Regions from separate parts of the Sus scrofa genome. Here region 1 is linked to region 2. The links are chromatin contacts, called in public promoter capture Hi-C maps. All regions are on one chromosome and are shown on one strand. Each heading gives the region's core, a stretch centred on a gene start, on an enhancer-like site or on the middle of the called end of the contact. The rest is flanking DNA. Distances are from core to core; before and after follow the strand shown.

Region 1 (7,355 bases), core at 826-3,325, 310 kb before region 2:
GACCAGAAAGAGAGGAGTTCCCATTGTGGCTCAGTGGGTAATGAACCTGACTAGCATCCACAAGGACACAAGTTCGATCCCTGGCCTTGCTCAGCGGGTTGGGGATCCGGCGTTGCCGTGAGCTGTGGTGTAGGTCACAGACGTGGCTCGGATCCAGCATTGCTGTGATGGTGGCGTAAGCCAGCAGCTACACCTCCAATTAGACTCCTAGGCTGGAAACCTCCATATGCCACAGGATCAGCCCTAGAAAACAAATTTAAAAAAAGAGAGAGAGAGAAAGAGAGAGACCAGAAAGAGCGACTTTGGGCAGGAGCTTCCAGTGGGGAGTCCACACCTATGTCCCAAGACCAAGTTCTGAGGAGCATCACGCTAGGAGTGCCTGCAGACAGGAGGGTGGAGACAGGAGACCTGAGGAGGAAAACACTAGAAAGCTGTAGGAGAGGTGGTCCTAAGACCTGGGAACTAACTGCCCAGCCATGGATTTCACAAGGTCAGGGGCCTCCTCTCTCTCAACAGCTGCTTAAACTCTGGAGGCAAATTCCTAGTGGCTTCTGCTTCAAAATACATCCAGGCCTTACCATTCAGTGATACATACTGACACATTTATGATTGAAATAATATGATATCTGGGATGTGTTTCAAAATAATCCAGTTGTCAAGAAGGGGGACAGGTTTCCACTACGGAAACAGAATTGGCTGTGAGCTGAAGGTTAAAATGGGTGATGGGGACATAGGAGTTCTTTGTATTATTCTTGCTACTGCTGTGCATGTTTGGCATGTTCCCTAACAAAAAGTTCCTACGGCCAGAATCAGCCATTTCTCTCCAGCGCCAAGCTCACTGCCCTGGCCCTCTGGCCTGGACGGCCCCTGCAGTCACCTCACAGGTCTGCCTACCCTGGCAGGCCCCTCCAGTCTATTCTCAACACCACCACCAGAGGGAGCCAGTTACAACTTGAGTCCCCTACTCAAACCCTCCCGTGGCCCCATTTCATTCAGAGATCCTCAGCCTTCAAGAGAGCACTCCATCTTGCCCCTGTCACCTCTTAGGCTCCTCTCCAGCCACACTGGCTTCTCTTCAGCCTCCCAGAGTCTCCTCCATGACCCCTTAGGGCGTTATGTGCCGAGGGGGATTTGTGGGAAGGTCTGATCTTCATTCACCCATGACACAGACATTACAATATTGCATTGGGACACAAATACACTTAAAAAAAAAAAAAGTGTAGTTGTTTATCTGAATTTCACATCCAACTGGGCATCCTGTATTATATCAAGCCACCCTATCCATAACAAACTATAAACCAGTCCTACCAAAAGAACCATGCTGTCACTTTAATGTCCCCAATGCTCAGCATGCAAAGGTGCCTCCTCCTAGCAAGACCTATGCAAAAAAAGCACCCTCTAGGCTGATATAGCTCCCTGCCCCGTTGCAAGGATTTCCAGTCCACTTGCTTCAGTGTCGAGGTTCTTTTGCAGAGCACAACCTGCCCAACTCTTCATAGCAGCCCTGCAGGAGGCCAGAGAAGCAGGTGCTTCCAGAATGGGAGAGGTTGAACCTGCCTTCCCAGCTCTTTCTCTCCCCAATAGTGGGTAGGGACTGAGAGGGAGTGGCAATGCCAGGGCCTAGACTGGTAGCCCCCTCTGAGCGCTTTTGGATTCGAGCCCATCTAGGGTGAGTCTGAACTCTGTGGTGGTGGGTAGAGGGGCCCCATGCCAGACACCACCAGCTGCCCCCGTGGCTGGAAGGTGCCCACTTGAACCATTCCAAGTAAACATTTGACCAGCTCGGCCCTGGCCATCATTCCACGCCAACACTTGGCCCTTGTTCCTGGACAGGCCCTTCTGTGTCCCGTTCTTTGTGGCTGACATTTCAGCCGGGCTCTTCAGGGGCCGGGGTGACCCGATGCCCCATTCCCATTCTGCAGACAGGCTCCAGGGAGGTGGTCCCTGCGGCAGCGGGCACTTGGCGGGGGAGTCCCAGCAGACGGGCCGTCGCCAGGCCGGGCCAGCCACCCCCCTGAACACCCCACGTGGGCCTCGGGGCTGCAAAGCCCACAGTCTAACAGTGGAGCCATGGGGCTGCCAGCTGACTCGGCTGCTTTGTTCCAGGCCTGGAGTGGTCTGAGGGTGGCTGAGGACTGTGGCTCCTTCTTTGCTGAGAAGCCACAGATAACGCCGGCGACAGGGCCTGATAAAGCGTCTGTCAGAGGCTCCCTCCCAGACAGGCCTTGCTGTTCCCGCCGGCCCCAAGGGCCCCTGCAGCCCAAGCCTGTCTCCAGAGGTCAGCCCCTCCCTGGGGTCTCAGCTCTTCTCTTCCAGAAGCTGAAGAACAGGCTGGTGGACCCCTCCCCACCCATATCTCCAGTCTGGCTCTCAGAAGTTCCTGAGGCCTCTGGGCCCAGGAGCAGAATAAACTAATCTTCTGATTTACTCCTATGAAGAAAATGTCAAGGCACACGCCTCTCTTGGTGGAATTCCAGACTGTGGCTTCTGGGGAGCTAGGGGGAAGGGAATCACGGGCCTGGAATGTCTTTCTAGAAGCCCTCAAATGATATTCTATGTCGCCTCTTTCATGTCACAAGAGCCCCCTCTATGCCAGGCTCTGGTGTGGATTCGGGGGCACAGGAACAAGTAAGATGTCATCCACGACCAGGGGAACTCCCAGGAAGAGGGCGCTGGAAGACCTAGCCTCCCACACCCCGCTCCCGACCTGACCCAGGCCTGCACCCCAGGCCTCCAGAGGGCTCTGGCCTGGAGTAGGAGGTGTGTGAGGGGACCTAGACAGCCTCGGGTGTCGTGGGATGAGACTCAGCGCAAAAGGGCTGGAGAGTGGAGACCAAAGAGTCCTGGAGCTGATGGAGGAGGCACAGCCTTCCCTCCCTTCCCACTTCTCCAGCCAGGAGTCAGAAGACACCTTTACAGCCCAGAAAACAGGCATTTCTGAAGTCAGCCCTCAGTGTCCTGAGCATGGCGCACGTGAGCAGAGGGTGGCTGCGGGCACAACCAGAGAAGATGCCCTCCGCAAGGCAGCGGCACTGATCCCCGAGATTGCCTGGGGACACTGGGCTTCCAGTTTAATTGCAGACAGAGTGTGGGATCCACGGTTGGGGCTGCCTGCTTCGTGCTGACCAACCTAACTAAGGCCCTCAAGCCTCACATGGTGGACGACGGGAGCTGGAGACCTTGTGCCTGAAGCGAGTCCCAGCTCTGTGGCTCTGTGACCCAGGCAGGCCTCTGGCCCTCACTGGGGGTTAGGCTAGAGGCCTCTTGCCAGGGAGAGAAGCTCCAGGGGAGAGGCCCTGTCTAAGGGCCAGTGTGTCCAGAGGGAGAAGGCCTGGGCTGCCTCTCCTCCCGCAAGGGAAGGACCGTCTCTCCAGAGCCACTTGGAGTGCTGTGGAGGGTGGGAACCCAGGTTGCCTGCATCTGGGAATCCAGGCGCTGCCTTTCCAGATGCAGGGACCCCTGACCCCCACCCCACACAGCTTCCCAGGGGGCCTCTGGCTCATAAAGGAAGGACCTGAGTTTCAGGGTATCTTTCAGGAGAGGCCTCCTGCTCTCCCCCACCTAGAGCAGCTCCCTCTGAAACCTCTGCAACCACACCCACACACCAGAACAAACCCTTCCTTCCCCGCTGTAGTATCTACATCCCTGCCAGAGCAGTTCTGCCTCACGCATTTATTTATTCTTCCCTCAAACACCTACTGTTACATGTATGTGCCAGGCAGCAGGGCCCTGTGGGGAACAGACGGTCACAGCTCCTGCCCTGGAGGCGCTTACAGGCCTGTAAGGCAGGACAGACTGCTGAAGACAGAAGTACAGGTGAGTGATGATGGGGGCCCTGAAGAAAGAGCAGAGGCTGTGGGAGAGGATGGGGAGGAGGACATAAGGGCAGGTTGTGGGGCGGGGGGGGCCCTTCTGATGAGGTGACATTGAAACTGACACCTGGAGGCAGTGAGAAGGGAGGTTCCTGCCCTGGTCCTGGCCTGGGTGACATTGACCTCTGGAATCTCCCTCCGGCTGCCCCCACCTCACACCTAACGAGGTGCCAGCGGAGTCAAAGGAAATTCACACAGGTTGAAAACAGGGCCAGTCTGTGACATTTCTGCCAGAAGCGAGGCATGGAGGGGGACCAGTGGGATTGAATTGTGACCCCAAGACAGGAAGGGCTGAGGAGCTGGCACTCACCCTCTACAATACCTGGCAGAGAAGTCCCCGCCCCCCATGCCAAGTACTCCCCCAATAATACAAGATGCACTCTCTCTGCAGAGCGGGAGGAACACCCCCCACCCCAGCCTTTGCTCAGGAGGGACCCTGCACCCCTGGGCAGGAGAGAAAAGCCTGGCTGGCAGCCCGAGCCTTCAGTCTCTCGCTCCTCACTCTGCCTGTGGCCTTGCCTAGCTCTGCGGCAGACATCCTGTGTGGCCTTGGGGATGTTACTCCCCTTTCTGGGCTTGGGACAGCAACTTTGGGACAGGGTGGAAGAGTGGAAGTGGTACAGTGGTCCCCAGCCAGTTGATCCTGGGGGCACTTTGGACATGGGCCAGTGAGAGGTGGGGTGGGGCCCTGCCACTCCATTGCTGGGTGAACCTGGGATCCTCAAAGCGCCCTCTGGGGCATCTTGCCCATCCGCAACTAGAGGGGCTGCTCTCACTGCCAGGAAAGCTGAGAGCTCCCCACTCCAGGGTCTCCACTGCACACCAGCTTTTGGAACCTGAACGCCAGCAAGTTACCACATTTAATGATAAAGACTATAATCTCATCACAAATCAAAGCACCAGGAAAAAAAAAAAAAAAAAGGACTCGGTCCCCTTCCATCCCTCAATTCCAACAGCACAGCATTATCTGATCCTAGCTAATGCTGGGTCCATGACAGGACCAGGGTGCTGGAAGGTACTCCTTGTCCCTCAGAGTGGCACATGGAAGCAGGGAATGTCCCCAGGTGCCAATTTTGAGACAGGATCAATGACATTCTCCACCTCACTTGCTCTTCACCAGCTCTCCAGGTAATGCATTTTTTCCTCTTACCTTTTTTTTATTTTTATTTTTTGGCTGCGCCTGCGGCACATGGAAGTTCCCAGGCCAGGGATCGAATCCAAGCCACAGATACAACTTACACCCCACAGCTGCTGCTTACATCACAGCTGTGGCAGTGCTGGATCCTTAACCCACTGCACCACAGTGGCAATTCCTCTTTTTACCATGTTTATTGAAATATACATAGCATGATGCACATGAATCTCAAATCGTGCATGAAGCTCAAGTTCAATGAACTCTGACATGGATATAAAGCTGTGTGACAACAGATCAGGACAAAAGAACAGTTCCAACATGCCAGAGGATGCCATCGAGCCCCCTCCCAGTCAGCACCACCCAGAGATAACCACTATCTGAGCTTTTCTTGATCTTGAACTTTTTTTGTTTTGTTTGTTTTTTAGGGCCGCACCTGAGGCATATGGAGGTTCCCAGCCTAGGGGTCGAATCGGACCTGTAGCCGCCAGCCTACACCACAGCCACAGCAAGGCGAGATCCTAGCCGCGTCTGCGAACTAGACCACAACTCATGGCAACACCGGATTCTTAACCCACTGGGTGAGGCCAGGGATCGAACCTGCAACCTCATTGTTCCCAGTCGGATTCATCTCCACTGTGCCACAATGGGAACTCCGTAACTTCTTATGAATGGAATAAAATGTAGCTATTCTTCGCACCTGGCTTCTTTCACTCACCAAGCCAGTTCCATTCACGCTGTTGCATTGATCTATCAGCAGTTTCTTTGTTTACGTTGTTGTGTATTATCCCACTGCATGGCAATACCATACCCCATTTAGCCATTATTCTGCTGATGAACATGAGTTGATTCCATTTGGGGCTATGCTGACCAACCCCCAGGACCATCATGCCCATGCTTTTTGGACATGCACTGTCATCTCCCTCGGTTAGGTACCTAGGAGTGCACCCACTAGGTCACAGGGTGGGTGGTTGCTTAGCTTTCATAGCTATTTAGGCAGTAGGTATGTTTAGCCCCACTTTACAGACATAAAGGCCAAGGTTCACAGAGTTTAAATCACTCACCAAGCTCACACAATTACTAAGTCATGGCATCTAGAGATTTCTGACTCCAATCCTTTTAAATCTGGCTCTTTAGAACAGGTGAAGGGGGTACAAGGATGGAGAGAGCCACAAGAGAGAGGAAGCATTGGGGTCTCAGCCTGCTCTGTGATCAGCTCCTGGGATGTCCAGGTCACCTTGGGAGGCCACAGTTCCACTGCCAGGCAGACATGGAATAAGTACGGCAGCTCAGAGCCGCAAAGAACACGAACAGTGGGGCCCCTCCACTCTCCTAATTCCCTCCCTCTCCCTCCTGAAAATGCCAGCCAGGTTCCTGCCCCAAACGCCCATGTGCTGCCCGCCCCCCCACCCCACCCGTTGTGACCTCTGCTTCATTTCTCAATTGAAAAAAACACCCCCACCATGCCCTGTCTCATCACCTTTTACCTTCATCTGACCTAATAATGTGTGCTTGTTTATCGCCTGTCCCCTACCCTAGAATGTGACCTCCAGAGGACCAGGCCTCACAATCTTGTTTGCTCCACCTTCAACATGTGGAGCAGTGCCTGGCGCCTGAGAGTCCCTACAGAAACATTTGTTGAATGAGTGAATGGATGAATGAATGGGTGGATGGATGAATGAAAAGCAACCCCTTGGAGCAGCTGGTGGCGACTCTCAAGCCAGAAGCTTTTGGTGCCAGACCTGGTTGCTATGCTGAAGATCTGAGATAAAGCTCCTGCAGGCCAGGGCACTGGTCTAGAGCCACTGGGTGGGACGAGGTGGTACCCAGCCTGACTGTGGTGACCTCCAGGCATTGTGGCAACTCAGCCATCACAGCTGGCTCTCAGTGGAGCCAGATGGACGAGGGCACCAATGTGCACCTGGGTACCTCCTGGGCTTGCCCTTCAGGATAGGGCGAATTTAGGATTCCTGGGTAAGAAGAGGGAGCCAATGGCCACGGCTTTCCCCAAATGACCTCTCCCTTAGGGGGTCTTAGATCATCTTCTTGTTTAGATGGGCCTGGAATTCCAACCATGGCTCAACTGTAACGAACCCTACTAGGATCCATGAGGATGTGGGTTCGATTCCTGGCCTCGCTCAGTGGGTTAAGGATCCAGCCTTGCCATGAGCTGTGGTGTAGTTTGCAGACACAGCTTGGATCCCAAGTTGTCGTGGCTGTGGTATAGGCCAGCAGCTGTAGTTCCGATTCAACCCCCAGCCTGGAAACTTCCATATTGTGCAGGTATAGCCCTAAAAAGAAAAAAAAAAAAAAAAGAAGATGGGTCTGGGAATAATTTGAGGAACAGGAAG
Region 2 (6,779 bases), core at 3,169-5,668:
TACAAAGCCACAGTCATCAAAACAGTGTGGTACTGGTATCAAAACAGACAGACCGACCAATGGAACAGAATAGAGAACCCGGAAATAAACCCTGACACCTATGGTAAATTAATCTTTGACAAGGGAGGCAAGAACATCAAATGGGAAAAGGAAAGTCTATTCAGCAAGCATTGCTGGGAAACCTGGACAGCTGCATGCAAAGCAATGAAACTAGAACACACCCTCACACCATGCACAAAAATAAACTCCAAATGGCTGAAAGACTTAAATATACGACAGGACACCATCAAACTCCTCGAAGAAAACATAGGCAAAACACTCTCTGACATCAACATCATGAATATTTTCTCAGGTCAGTCTCCCAAAGCAATAGAAATTAGAGCAAAAATAAACCCATGGGACCTCATCAAACTGAAAAGCTTTTTTTTTTTTTTTTTTTTTTTTGGTCTTTTGTCTTTTTGTTGTTGTTGTTGTTGTTGCTATTTCTTGGGCCGCTCCCGCGGCATATGGAGGTTCCCAGGCTAGGGGTTGAATCGGAGCTGTAGCCACCGGCCTACGCCAGAGCCACAGCAACGCGGGATCCGAGCCGCGTCTGCAACCTACACCACAGCTCACGGCAACGCCGGATCGTTAACCCACTGAGCAAGGGCAGGGACCGAACCCGCAACCTCATGGTTCCTAGTCGGATTCGTTAACCACTGCGCCACGACGGGAACTCCCTGAAAAGCTTTTGCACAGCAAAGGAAACCAAAAAGAAAACAAAAAGACAACTTTCAGAATGGGAGAAAATACTTTCAAATGATGCAACTGACAAGGGCTTAATCTCTAGAATATACAAGCAACTTATACAACTCAACAGCAAAAAAACCAATCAATCAATGGAAAAATGGGCAAAAGACCTGAATTGACATTTCTCCAAGGAAGATATACAGATGGCCAACAAACACATGAAAAAATGCTCAACATCGCTGATTATAAGAGAAATGCAAATCAAAACTACCATGAGATACCACCTCACACCAGTCAGAATGGCCATTATTAATAAATCCACAAATAACAAGTGCTGGAGGGGCTGTGGAGAAAAGGGAACCCTCCTGCACTGTTGGTGGGAATGTAAACTGGTACAGCCACTATGGAGAACAGTTTGGAGATACCTTAGAAATCTATACATAGAACTTCCATATGACCCTGCAATCCCACTCTTGGGCATCTATCCGGACAAAGCTCTACTTAAAAGAGACACATGTACCCGCATGTTCATTGCAGCCCTATTCACAATAGCCAAGACATGGAAACAACCCAAATGTCCATCGACAGATGATTGGATTCGGAAGATGTGGTATATATACACAATGGAATACTACTCAGCCATAAAAAAGGATGACATCATGCCATTTGCAGCAACATGGATGGAACTAGAGACTCTCATACTGAGTGAAATGAGCCAGAAAGACAAAGACAAATACCATATGATATCACTTATAACTGGAATCTAATATCCAGCACAAATGAACATCTCCTCAGAAAAGAAAATCATGGACTTGGAGAAGAGACTTGTGGTTGCCTGATGGGAGGGGGAGGGAGTGGGAGGGATCGGGAGCTTGGGCTTATCAGACACAACCTAGAATAGATTTATAAGGAGATCCTGCTGAATAGCATTGAGAACTATGTCTAGATACTCATGTCGCAACAGAAGAAAGGATGGGGGAAAAAATTGTAACTGCAATGTATACATCTAAGGATGACCTGACCCCCTTGCTGTACAGTGGGAAAATAAAAAAATAAATAAATAAATAAATGGTGCTGGGAAAACTGGAAAGTTACATGTAAAAGAATGAAAGTAGAACACTATCTAACATATACAACAATAAACTCAAAATAGATTAAAGACCCAAATATAAGGCCAGACACTATAAAACTCCCTAGAGGAAAGCATAGACAGAATGCTCTTTGACATAAATCACAGCAATATCTTGTTTGATTCACCTCCTAGAATAATGACAATAAAGACACAAATAAACCAATGGGACCTAATCAAACTCAAAAGCTTTTGGACAGCAAAGGAAAGCATTTAAAAAAAAAGAAAAAGACAACCCACAGAATGGGAGAAAATCTTTGCCAATGATGCAACAGACAAGGGCCTCATCTCCAAAATATACAAACAACTCAGGCAACTCAACAACAAAAAAACAAACAACCCAAATGAAAAACGGGCAAAAGACCTTCTCCAAAGCAGACATACGGATAGCCAAAAGGCATATGAAGAAATGCTCAATACCACTAATTATTAAAGAAATGCAAATCAAAACTAAAATGAGGTACCACTTCACACCAGTCAGATGGCCATCATTAACAAGTCAACAAATAAATGCTGGAGAGAGTGTGGAGAAAAAGGTACCCTCCTCCACTGTTGGTGAAGATGTAAACTGTACAACCACTATGGAAAACAATATGAAGGTACATCAGAAAACTATGATGCTACCATATGATCCAGCAATTCCATTGCTGGGGATTTATCTGGACAAAAACTTTCACTGAAAAAGACGCATGCATCCCTATGATCACTGCAGCATTATTCACAATAGCCAAGACATGAAAACAGCCTAAATGTCCATCAACAGATGACTGGATTAAGATGTGGTACATGTATACAAGGGAATATTACTCAACCATAAAAAAGACAAACTAATGTCATTTGCAGCAACATGGATGAATCTACAGCTTCTCATACAAAGTGAAGTAAGCCAGAAAGAAAAAGAAAATACCATATGATATCACTTATTTGTGCAATCTAAAATATGGTACAGATGATCCTATCTAAAAAACAAACAAACAAACGGAAACAAGAACATGGCCAAGAAGAGCAGACTTGGAGTTCACAAAGGGGAAAGGGAAGGGAGTGGGATGGATGGGCATTTTGGGGGGTTTTTTGGATGCAAACTGTTATATTTGGAATGGATGGGCAATGGGATCCTACTGTACAGCACAGGGAACTGTGTGTGATTGGGTCATTTTGTTGTACAACAGAACTTGACAAAACATTGTAAATCAACTATACTTTAATAATAACAAAAGAAAAAATAAAGGAAAAAGAGTGGAAAAAAAGATACCATTTTTTATTTGATGTACTCTATGACTCACTGAAATAAAAAGTACACCTGTGACTGCCTCACTTTGACTTTTTTTTTTAGGGCCGCACCCGTGGCATATGGAGGTTCCCAGGCTAAGGGCTGAACCGGAGCTGTAGCCGTCGGCTTACACCACAGCTAAAAAAGCTACAGCTCTTTCTATAATGTTGAAAAAAATCGACAAGCACTACCACTTCTGTAAGCAGTAAAAAAAAAGCAATAAACAATGAAAAAGTATGGCACTTAGAAAATAAGGGGTTAGATTACAGCAAAAACGCAAATTCTTTACAGATCCCACCCAGACTTACTAAATCAGAAACCCTAAAAGTAGGCCCAGCAATCTGTTTTGGCAACCCGCCAGGTGATTCTGACACAAGCTCAAATTTGAGAACTACCGGACTAGATTTTTACTTTGGATGTAGACAGAACTGGATGGAATCTCCTTTGGTACTGGTACTTCACTCTAAAAATAAAATGAGGTCTTCGAGCACTGTGAAATAAAGATGCTTTAAAGGGCCGACACACGATCACTATAGCATTCTAGCTGTTGTTCCTTTCATAATTTCTATCCTGAATAGACTATAACAACACGTTTCACACTAGCAAGGCTTTAAAGAGATGAAGGATATCAACATCTAGTGCTCCATATCCTGACAGGTGCCTCTAACACCACGAGTGTGTGTGTTTATCAGAATAACTCGCCTCTTGGAAAACCTGTCACCTTCCACCTCGAGTGACAGCGTACAGATGTTTTTTTTTTAAAACAAGACTACAAGCAAGCCCCACAGGGCCAATCCCCACAATGGAGCAGATAACAAACCTCTCCTCAGCTCCCAGACCCCAGGAAAGCTGACTAGGCGGCAACATTCGCGCCGCTGGAAACAGGCGAGGCGTTAATCCCCAAGGCTGCGTCTAGAGGATTGGGGGGAGAAATGAGATACCCCGAGGAAGAGGTGCTGTGCTCAGAGCCAAGCCAAAAGCAAGGGTTATAACTCACTTCAGGAGAAGAGCGTAAAACTCTTCAGCAGCTTGGTTCATTCGCAACCACATCTTGCACCCGTCGCACTGCCGAACCGGAACCGCCAATCTGAAATACGCGCCCGACGCTGACGTCCGGGGTCATGACCCCCCCTCCAGAACTACTTTTACCCCACCCCCAAAAGCTCTCGTTTGTTCACAAAGTTAAACTTTTGTTTTATAACACACCGCGGCTTTTCCTGTCCCAATAGTTTTCCATTCCCGTAAGAAAAAGTTAAAATAAGTTTTAGCGGTTTCGGGGAAAAAGATACTGATCTCGCGAGAATTGGCCACGCCCCCTTGTGGATTACTCCGCGAAAAAGAGTCCCTCGGTTGTAAGAGCTCTTTTGGCTTTGAAAATTAATAGAAACCGCAATTTGACACCTATTCAGAAATAATACTCTACTTTTTTATTTATGTAGAGTCGTAGAGAGATATTTTGTGTCCCTGAATCGGTTCTGAGACGGGGCAAGGTGGGGGACGAGTTGAAGATTACATATAGAGTGAGAGTGCTAAGCACTTCCTTTTCCTGTGGGAGCCGCCGGGTTGAGAGGAGCGTGGCCTTCTCCTCTCCCCACCATGGTGAGTGGAGTTCTTCTCGGTTGGGCTTATTTTCTGCTCAATGGGCCTGGCAGGAATGGGTTTGGGGTTTCAGGGCATGAGGTCTTCAAGGCGGGAACAAATGATGGGGGCTAAAGTCGTCTGTTTGCGGCTGGGACCTGGGTAGCGCGGCTCTATGGCAGCCATCTTAGAGGCAACGTGTGCGAGTCGGCGCCCGGCGCGCCTGGAAGCGACTCCGGAGAATCCTCCCCAGATAGTTCTCGGGCGCAGAGGGACCTTTGGAATCCGATCTTTCCTTCGATCTTAGAAGGCATTGGTTCCGCTGAAGACTTGGAAATTCTCGGGGCCTAAAACAGTCTGGGTGAAAGAGTTAGTTTGGGTCCTTGTATCTCCGTGAGCTGTTAAGCAAGGAACATTTATCTCTTTTGAGAAATTTCCTTAAGAAAAATATTTTGTTTCACTGCCTAGATTGGCTAGCTCTTGTGGCATTTAGTAAATTGAGCCTAGTTTATTCATGGTAAGGGTCTTAAAATGTTTATGCTCAATATAAAGGATGGTTTGATACTAGGTTTTCCTTGCAATGATGGCGTAATTTGCGTCTTACTCTGTTCTCAGCGACAGTTGCCTGCTGTCAGTAAGCTGGTTCAGAAGGGTGACGAAAATTCTACTGAGCAAGGCATAATCTGTTCTTAATTACTAAAGTTTGAGAAATGAGATTCTTAACTCGGAAAATAGATGTGTCGTGGGGGCCTCATGTTTGCGCCAACCAAGATCTGGCGATGTTAGTACCGCAGAGTGAATTAATTGTGTGTCAGCTTAAGATCTGCCTCTGAAAGCGTTCTGGTCCTTTTGGCTTAGAAGTTGCATTTCCACAAATACAGTCTGCATGCACCATGTGTCCTGGGGAGTTGAGTGAACAAAACAGTCAGAAAGCACTATCCTTATGATGCATCCGTTGTAATTGAGTTGGACAAAATGGATTGTAATGTTTGGTGGCATTAAATGATGTAATCATAGGCAATGAGAGAGGAGGCAGTAGTTGGGCTTCAGTGATCTGAGAAACCTTCAAAGTGGCCTGAAGTGTAGGTATGGGGGAGGGTATCTTTAAGAAGACTTGTTAACTCTGAGGCAGGAGGGGGATATCTCTGAGGTAGGTCTGAGTATCTGGAAGAGAGTATGGGAGTTGAGGTTAACAGGTGGCTGGTGTGGGTCATCCTCAGAGTCTTAGTTAACTTTGAGGGAGTAAGTCCTTGGAGAAGATTATGTAAAAAGTAACATGACTGGCGTTTTTACTAGTAAGTTTTGGAAGATGTTTTTGGAATGGGATGAAGGAAGCAAGGATGGATATTTGGAATAGAGCTCTGTTAGATCAAATTTGCTTATATTTGGGATGAACAAATTTGAATGGTGGCATTAAACTGCATTTTCAAACCTTGTGATGTATGATTTTGATGAGTTTGCTTTCTAAGGCCTGGTTTGGAAGTTTTAATATAAAGCATTCTCTTTGAAAACAGTGAAATTTCTGTGGCAGAACTTAAGAATCTAAGTGTCCTTCAAATGTATATTGATGTTAATAGACCTGATGGTGTGTTAGTAACTTAGCCTCTGTTTTTGGTTTTAGCATTACTTCCTAGTCAAACTCCAGTCTCTTCTGTAACAGTAGTTAATGCTTTTGTTGACATGTGAGAAGAGTGCCTCTGTTGCTTGTCAATATAAATATTTTCCTTTTTCTCAGGCGTGTGCTCGTCCACTGATATCAGTGTACTCAGAAAAAGGGGAGTCATCTGGCAAAAATGTCACTTTGCCTGCTGTGTTCAAGGCTCCCATTCGACCAGACATCGTGAACTTTGTTCACACCAACCTGCGCAAAAACAACAGACAGCCATATGCTGTCAGTGAATTAGCAGGTATGGATTTAGGGGTTTCATGGGTTGGTATTTTAAAACAGCAATGATGAAATTCCACTCCGTTGGTCCGTGTTTCTGAACCACATGATTTTCCTGGATGTTCTGATGCTGTTTGCTAATAGCATAGTCATAGACTAGTGTGGTTGGGTAGCTGAAACTTGTGTTT

The links. Promoter capture Hi-C pulls out the DNA fragments that hold promoters and counts their contacts.
Region 1: a contact with region 2 is called in a promoter capture Hi-C map of fetal liver, with 3 times the contacts expected there. The contact joins the enhancer-like site here to the promoter of ZWILCH in region 2. A contact is called at or near these places in 1 of 5 promoter capture datasets (fetal liver) and 6 of 47 Hi-C or Micro-C datasets (embryonic fibroblasts, epiblast stem cells, fetal heart ventricle and 3 more).

The regions. Positions count from the first base shown.
Region 1 is chr1:164,785,936-164,793,290 of Sscrofa11.1, reverse strand. All of the region lies in intron 3 of LOC102161686 (a long non-coding RNA gene), which reads right to left. Among named protein-coding and RNA genes, the nearest start is that of SMAD6, 140 kb to the right of the region's middle. Within about 2 kb of position 2,075, at least 24 of the 83 cell types and tissues checked have an H3K27ac peak or open chromatin away from gene starts, as enhancers often do. A contact at or near this core is called in fetal liver, where this site is marked.
Region 2 is chr1:164,479,424-164,486,202 of Sscrofa11.1, reverse strand. It overlaps ZWILCH (protein zwilch homolog), which reads right to left and starts at 4,418. Exons shown (of 19, transcript XM_021100319.1): 1 at 4,126-4,418. The coding sequence starts at 4,178. It overlaps RPL4 (60S ribosomal protein L4), which reads left to right and starts at 4,438. Exons shown (of 10, transcript XM_005659862.3): 1 at 4,438-4,727; 2 at 6,442-6,613. The coding sequence starts at 4,725.